Regions from separate parts of the Gossypium arboreum genome. Here region 1 is linked to region 2. The links are chromatin contacts, called in public Hi-C maps. All regions are on one chromosome and are shown on one strand. Each heading gives the region's core, a stretch centred on a gene start, on an enhancer-like site or on the middle of the called end of the contact. The rest is flanking DNA. Distances are from core to core; before and after follow the strand shown.

What was found. A called contact is a pair of places that touch in the nucleus more often than the background predicts.
Region 1: a contact with region 2 is called in a Hi-C map of leaf, with 2.7 times the contacts expected there. The contact joins the promoter of LOC108464502 here to the promoter of LOC108461427 in region 2. A contact is called at or near these places in 2 of 5 Hi-C or Micro-C datasets (both in leaf).

Annotation. Positions count from the first base shown.
Region 1 is chr1:28,124,542-28,128,359 of ASM2569848v2, reverse strand. It overlaps LOC108464502 (protein NTM1-like 9), which reads right to left and starts at 1,375. Exons shown (of 6, transcript XM_017764836.2): 1 at 628-1,375; 2 at 49-326. The coding sequence starts at 793.
Region 2 is chr1:27,905,757-27,909,554 of ASM2569848v2, reverse strand. It overlaps LOC108461427 (60S ribosomal protein L9-like), which reads left to right and starts at 1,909. Exons shown (of 3, transcript XM_017761269.2): 1 at 1,909-2,378; 2 at 2,855-2,977; 3 at 3,077-3,317. The coding sequence starts at 2,004. The coding sequence ends at 3,163.

The DNA of each region.
Region 1 (3,818 bases), core at 126-2,625, 220 kb before region 2:
TCAAACCCTTAACTAAGAACAGCAAGCCTAAAAATTAAGAAGGAAAACCTGGCCAGGGGCGGTGCCATCGAGGTCCTTTGTAGTGGGACGGTACTCATGCATGATCCAGTAAGTACGCTGGCCCTTGGGAGCACGGCCCTTGTAAAAAACCAAAGTCTTCTTCATGCCAATCAGTGACTTTTTAGACTTAATGGTTCGATCCTTTCCCGTTGCTTTCCAATATCCTTTATCCGTAGCTCTGTTGGAACGATGGCTGTTCGGGTACTTCCTATCAAGCGGGCAAAAGAAGAACCACTCTGGATCGTCCGACTTTATCACCGACAGTCCTGTACTTAAATTCAACCATCCCAGTAATAAAAATTCAGAATTTAACTAATTTTGGAACATAAAAACTTTTTTTCGCAGAGAGGAATTTCAAAAAAAAAAAAAAACCGTAAGTTTACCTCAAATTGCAAGTTGTAGGAATCGAATTTATGAAATAAAATGTATATTAATTTCATATATTGAGCGAATAAAGCAAAATTTCCAGCTGACGCTTTGGCTAAGGCTAAGGTATCAAAGAATCAAAACAATACTTAAACCAATAATTTCTTTCTTACGCAAAAGAAAAAGAGAAAAAAGAAATACCAGGCAAATCCCATGGCTCCCATTTGCAGACATCGATTTCAGGAATGACACCAACCTCGGAATGACGACCGTTGATCTTCAATCTAAGGTAATGATTGATGAGCTCCTCATCAGTCGGCCTGAACCTAAACCCTAAAGGCAACGTTTCCATCGTTAAAACTGCCATCCTTTGCTAGTTTTCAAAAAAAAAAAATCTCGATTCTGAGTAAAATTGTCTTCTTCTTCTTCAGTGACTATCCAACTAGATTACTTAGGAAGGTAAATTAGTTGATTTTCAGTTGAGAGCTCCGTCAGGTCGCTTTCGTCTTACGGTAAAGCCGCAAAGCCAAGTAAATGTGAAAAAAAAAAAAAAAATCATGTGTGAGTAATCACGTGACCATGTCCGGGCCCTTTTTGCAGCCGTGTCGCTCTACCATTGGTGGAGACTGAAGCGCATTACAAGAGGAAGACGATGAGAGGCGCCCACAGCGTAGAAAAAACCCCGGTGTGGACGGCGAATTGAGCCACCCAATAATTGAGCTCCTTTTTCCTCCTTTTCCAGCGTAGGCTAAGGCAATGGAGCACTAGATCCTACACAATTACCAAAATACCCTCTCTACGCTTTTGTCACTTTTTTTTTTGCTTCTTGCTTTTTGGATAATACCGTCCACGTCTTTTCATTGTAATGTTGCACTGAGGAAAAGGAGCACAGTGAGCTAGCTTATCACGCAAGCCTTTTCGTATTTTTATAGTCTCAGTAAAGTTCAAGCTTTTTCTATTGGTTTTTATTAAAACAGAAAAAGGAAAAATTTATTTTGCCTCGTGCGCCCGGCTGGCTATAATATTGTGATATTTGCCCAGAAACTTTTTTATTTGATTCATTCACGTGCTTTTCTAGTGTTCTATATATATGGATTACTTGCAACCAGATTTAGATTCTAAAATTACTACTAAACTTCAAAATATATTAATTAAGGTTAAAAACTGCTCCAAATCCTTGTATTCTTTGTACATTTGAACTTTATTCCTCTTATTTTTATTTCAATGAATTTAGTCCCTCTACTTTTCAAATTTAAAAATATATGTTCAATTGTTAATACCATAAAATTTTCTATTAAATTCAGATTCATTGCAAATGTTATTTTCTGTTACATAATCGTGAAGTGAGATTTTCTTTTAAAATTTCAAAATATCGTGTCAACAAATTTAAAAAAATTAACAAATTAATAATTAGATCTAAAATTTAAAATTTAAAAAGTAAAAAGACTAAATTATTAAAAATAAAAAATAAAGACTAAATTCTAAAAGTAAAAAATCTTAAACTTTGACTGAAAATTGCTTATAGAAAAATTTTGATATTTTATGATATTTGGATGATTTCACGTAATCATTTGGTTTTTTAAAAATCATTTTCAAAGTTTTAAATAAAAATGCATAATATAAATTATAGAATATTATGGAAATATTACCGCTTGACAAACTAGTAATAACTATATTATCTCCTATAAATTTAATATTCACTTAATTTGAAGTTATAGGTATGATGTTGGATGGTGAAACACCGGAGCCAAAAGGATAAATGAAAACAAATATTCATTTATACTATTAAAATATTATTACTAAATATTTAGAAGTTATCATTTATATATTTAATAACAATAAATTAATAAAAATATTTCTCAATAAATTAAGAATACTATTTAAAATTTAAAATAATTATTAATATTGAAATCTATTATCAAAATAATATTATAATATTAAATATCAATATTTTAATATTTTTAAAATTAAAATTTATTGTCACTATAATAATATTTTACTTAATTCAAATTAATTTTATGTAAATATTATATTACTTATAAGGAGTTTTTTCTTAAAAGATGGTCTTATGTTTTTGAAAGAAGACAATTTGTCAAAAATAGTCCTTAAAATATGCAAAAAATTCAATTAAGTTTATGCAGCAAATTTGCACTCAATTAAGTCATTTCTATTAACTAAAATAATCAATTAAGCCCATCCGTTAACAATTCCTGTCATTGTTCACGTTGACCGTTAAAATAAATTGATGAACTAATCAAATGGTGATATACCGCAACTTCGGGTTAATCTAATATTTTTCTCATTAAAATATTGAAAACTAATATTTTCCCATTAAAATATTAAAAATTATAAAAATTAGAAAAAAAATTATAAAAATAGTAAAAATATCAAAAAATATAAAAATTAAAAATATATGAAAATTGATTTAAACTTTTAAAAATTATAAAAATTAATAAATACTATCAAAATATAATAAATCTAATAAATTATAAATTAATAAAACATATTTAAAATTTCATAAAATGTATTAAAATTCTATAAAATCATAAAAAGAATAAAAAGTATTAAAATTTATATAAAATCATAAAAATCATAAAAACCTGAATTGAATCTGATCAATCAATTGGACTGATTAGATCGAAATCAACAAGGGTATTGATTCAAAGAAAACTATTAGACCGTTTGACTTGGGAACCAAACCATTAAACTAGTTTTTTTTTTTATTTTTAAATGTTTTAGTCCAACTAGCAAATTGGTGGCTTTACTAGTTCAACCACCAATCCAATTCTAAAAACCTTGGTTAGAATATTTCATTCTGACATATGATAATAGTTGGAGAATGAAATTTTAGTTTGATAAAAAAAATTTAAAGATAAAAAATCGATTTAATCGATTGATTCCTATGTCAATTGGTTTAATGGCTTTCCCCATAGTCGAATTTGAGCAAACTGGTCCAGCTTATGTTTTTTATAATTTCTATGAGTTTATATTAATTTTAATATTTTTATAATATTTTTTTGGTGAATTACAATAATAAGGCAAAGCTCGAACAACCAACGCAACTAGCGCGACTCAAACCAGGTCCCACCTGAGGTAGTGGACACCCTTAATTATCAGGTTCTAATATGTTTTTTTTTTTAGTTTTAAATAGTTAAATATGTTTTTTTTAATTTTATATTTTTTATAATTTATTAGAGTTTTATATTTTTACAATATTTATAAGTTTTATAAATTTAATAAGTTTATATTAATTTCAATGTTTTTAATATATAATATTTTTATTTTTTACAAATTTTCTTATTTTTATGATTTTCAATTTTTTATGAGAAAATATTAAATTAAACCAGAAACTGTCACATGTCACCATTTGATTGGTCAATCAATTTATTTTA
Region 2 (3,798 bases), core at 660-3,159:
AATTGGTTTAAGGCCCACGATGAACCACATTTATATTAGTCAGGAGAGCATCATCAACTTCTGAAAAATGGGTATTATTAAGTCGTTGGAAGAGGAATATGCAAGCGTGTGTTGAACCTGACGAAGTCGTCCAACCTGACAGGCGAAGTATCCACTGCCTTGTGGCTGAGCCACTCAAGCTGCCCAATCGCCCAAAGCTACTGAACCTGTCCAAGTTGTTGAACCTATGCAACCGGACAAACATGTCAATCTTCCAAATGAGAAATCTGGCTTTAATATACTAGATCAATCGAACTTGTTAACTACTAGGAGTTGAGAGACCCTATAAGCAATTGGCTAATATGCAAGAGTTGAGGTTTGGTGGCGAATTTTAGAATCCGAGGTGAGTCGAGAGATCGTGAGTATCTAAAGTTAACAATGGATAATTCCTGATCAATTTGACTAAGCCTAATCATTAGTTTCTAATTAAACTAATCAACCACTACATTTTACACTTGAGAGGAAAGTTTTTAATTGAGATTGTTTTAGTTCAGTAGTTTAAACAATTTTGCTTTGTTTTTTAGTAATTAGAATAAAATTCCTTTAAGTCGGTCTGTTCATAATCATGAATTTAATTAGATTAGTAATTTAGGTTAATAATTATAAGTATTCAAAACCTAAATTTGAAGTAAATTATTTTCTTTTGGATTTGATTATTAGAATACTTTCATCCAAGTATCTATTGTATTATAACTTAACAACAACTGCACACCTGCAGCTTCAAATGACAATAAATTTAAATAGTACTTTAAGACACACTCAATAATTATTAGGCTCTTTGCATGTGCCAAATAATATTTTCTTTAGAAAGAGGCTAGGCATATATTATATCTTAGGTTGGATGCGCAAAGAAACCTATAAGGCAAAAAGAAATCCACAAGGAAGTTTATGCTTTGAAATGTTGTCTAATGCTTAAATAAGAAGAGGTAACAAAAAAAAAAAAAAATGAAAAAATGAGTTTTTTTTTTTTTTTTTTCAGAACAAGTGAATAACGGTAAGACCAAGGGCAAAACTAGAAAATTACTTTGGGACAAAGATAAATCATAATTTTTTTAGGAGAGAGGAAGTGAAGAGAAAATTTATTATTATACTAATTTGTAATTATTAAAATTTTGAACGCATCATAAGAAAATTTCACCATTGGCTATCGCCTTCCCCTGTCTACACATTGGGTAAGGTTGGAAAAGATAGCCTTTAGCTACTCTAAGGCTACTAATTACATGAAAATTGCACGGGCCAAATTATCCCTTGCACACTTAAATTATTATACATTTTGGTCATTATTCACAATTATTATTATTATTTTTAAATAATCTCATTATAGGTTCTGATCAAATCTACTTAACACAATACTTAAAATTACTTATAGTTCCTCCCTAATCCATAAACAAGATAATATTCCGTTTTAGTACACTCAAACACATGTCCTCTTGTATAGACAATAATATTCATTACAATCGAATTAAGATTCAATCGATTAGTCATTATTCATAATTAAAAATTTAATAAAATGAAATAATAAATTACATATAATTAAAATAAGCAAATAACTACAAAAAGGAGTACAAATATGCAAGTGTTTGAAGAAATTCTTAAATAGTTATTACTTGTTATTGAGATTAATAGAATAGTAAATTTTGGTTTAGACAATTTGTTGATTAAAAAAAAAGAGCAACTAACAATAAAGTAAGGTGAATTAATTAACTTTTGATAAATACACAAGTTTACATTAATTCAATTTATTGCTTATTATCTCGAAAAATAAGCTTTTTAATTGGGCCGGACTCTCACAGCAATCTATTTTTCTCCTCTATTTTCTGCTCTTAACCCTAAAGCCGGCCCAAAACTGAATCCTTATACTAATAAATTATATAACATTACAGCCTTTAAGTTATAGGGTTTTTACACTCTACTTAGTCCCTCCATCGAAGCCGCACCGAGGAAGGAAGCAGAAGGCAAGCAAAATGAAGACCATTCTTTCTTCAGAGACAATGGACATCCCTGATGGGGTTGATATTAAGGTGAAGGCCAAGATGATCGAGGTTGAAGGTCCCAGGGGTAAGCTCATCCGTAACTTCAAGCACCTCAACCTCGATTTTCATCTCATCAAGGACGAGGAGAGCGGCAAACGCAAGCTCAGGATCGAGGCTTGGTTTGGCTCTAGAAAGACTAGCGCCGCCATCCGTACTACTCTCAGCCACGTTGAGAATCTCATCACCGGCGTCACCAAGGGCTACCGTTACAAGATGAGGTTTGTTTATGCTCATTTTCCCATCAACGCCTCCATCACTAACGGCAACAAGTCCATCGAGATCCGTAATTTCCTTGGCGAGAAGAAGGTCTTCTCTCTCTCTCTCTCTCTCTCTCTCTCTCTCCGTTCTTTTAATCTCTTATTGAATCGAAATCACATTGACACTGTTGATTTAATTCCCTTTATTTGTTTTTTTTTGTTTGAATAAGGCATTTATTATTGTTTTTATCATATATTAGGGCTTTTTTTTGTTTCATTTTCTTTTTGGCCTATTCAAGCGTACGATGCTGTTGAAATGCTACATTAAGAGCATACGTTGATTCATATATTTTGTTTGTTTAATGTCAACACCCTTAGGACTTGACAACCTAAAATTCTTATATTTTCTGGAGTTCTGGTTGCATTGACTGATGTAGAGAAATGGGCAGGCATTGTTTTTACATCTTGAACCAAATTGTTCATGTTTTAGGGTTCAAGTAACCAAATATGAAACATGTTCAAGAGTTTGATAAGTTCCTTGTATTCCAATGACATTATGTTAACGTTTGCACCGGTGAACATTAGGTGCGAAAGGTGGATATGTTGGAAGGGGTATCCATTGTTCGATCAGAGAAGGTTAAAGACGAGATCGTGTTGGATGGTAACGATATCGAACTTGTGTCACGCTCGGCAGCTTTGATAAACCAGGTAGGCCCTCTGTCGATCCCTTTTAAACACTGAGATTGAAGCTGGAGATGATTGATATTTGGTATTTATCTTGATGAATGTGAATTTTGATTGGAACAGAAATGCCATGTGAAGAACAAGGATATTAGAAAGTTCCTTGATGGTATCTATGTTAGCGAGAAGGGCAGGATCGCTGAAGAAGAATGATTGGTACGGTATCTCTTGTTTCATAGTGTTATAATGCTCTGCTTTGGTTTTCAGACTTTAGATTATAAGGATGTTATCTTATATTTGTTTCATCTTTATGTTTTGCGACATTGAGCTCCTTTCATCAATGACTTGGAATGCAATTTTTCGGCAACCCTTTTGCTGCAATTTAAGAAGGCATGAAAGCCTTTGGTTTAAAGACTTGATTATCATCCAAATTATTGAAAATAAGATAAGATACGATATATTTAAGCATTTTAGGATATATTCTGAAAAAGAATGCTACCATAAACAAATATTTTTTTAAGAAGCCTTACTTGTAATATTTAAAGTTCAAATATGATAATTTGACAATTTTAACCTTATATTTTCAAATAAGAAGTTTCATTCGCATGCAAGATAAAATAAGGGGTCGAAAGAGCAAACAAACATATCAAGAAGAAATCGAGCGTCGGTAGCACTGTCACCAGTAGAAACTGGTGTCCTGTAGAAAGTGGGAGGAGGGTCAGGTGAGAAGCGGTGCGTCGGCAGTCACACCAACCCATGGCTGAAAAAGGATGACAAAAGATAAAAAAAAAAAAAGCAGCCCAAGGAGAGGGGGAGACAGGCTACTGATTCTAAAGCCATCACTCAAC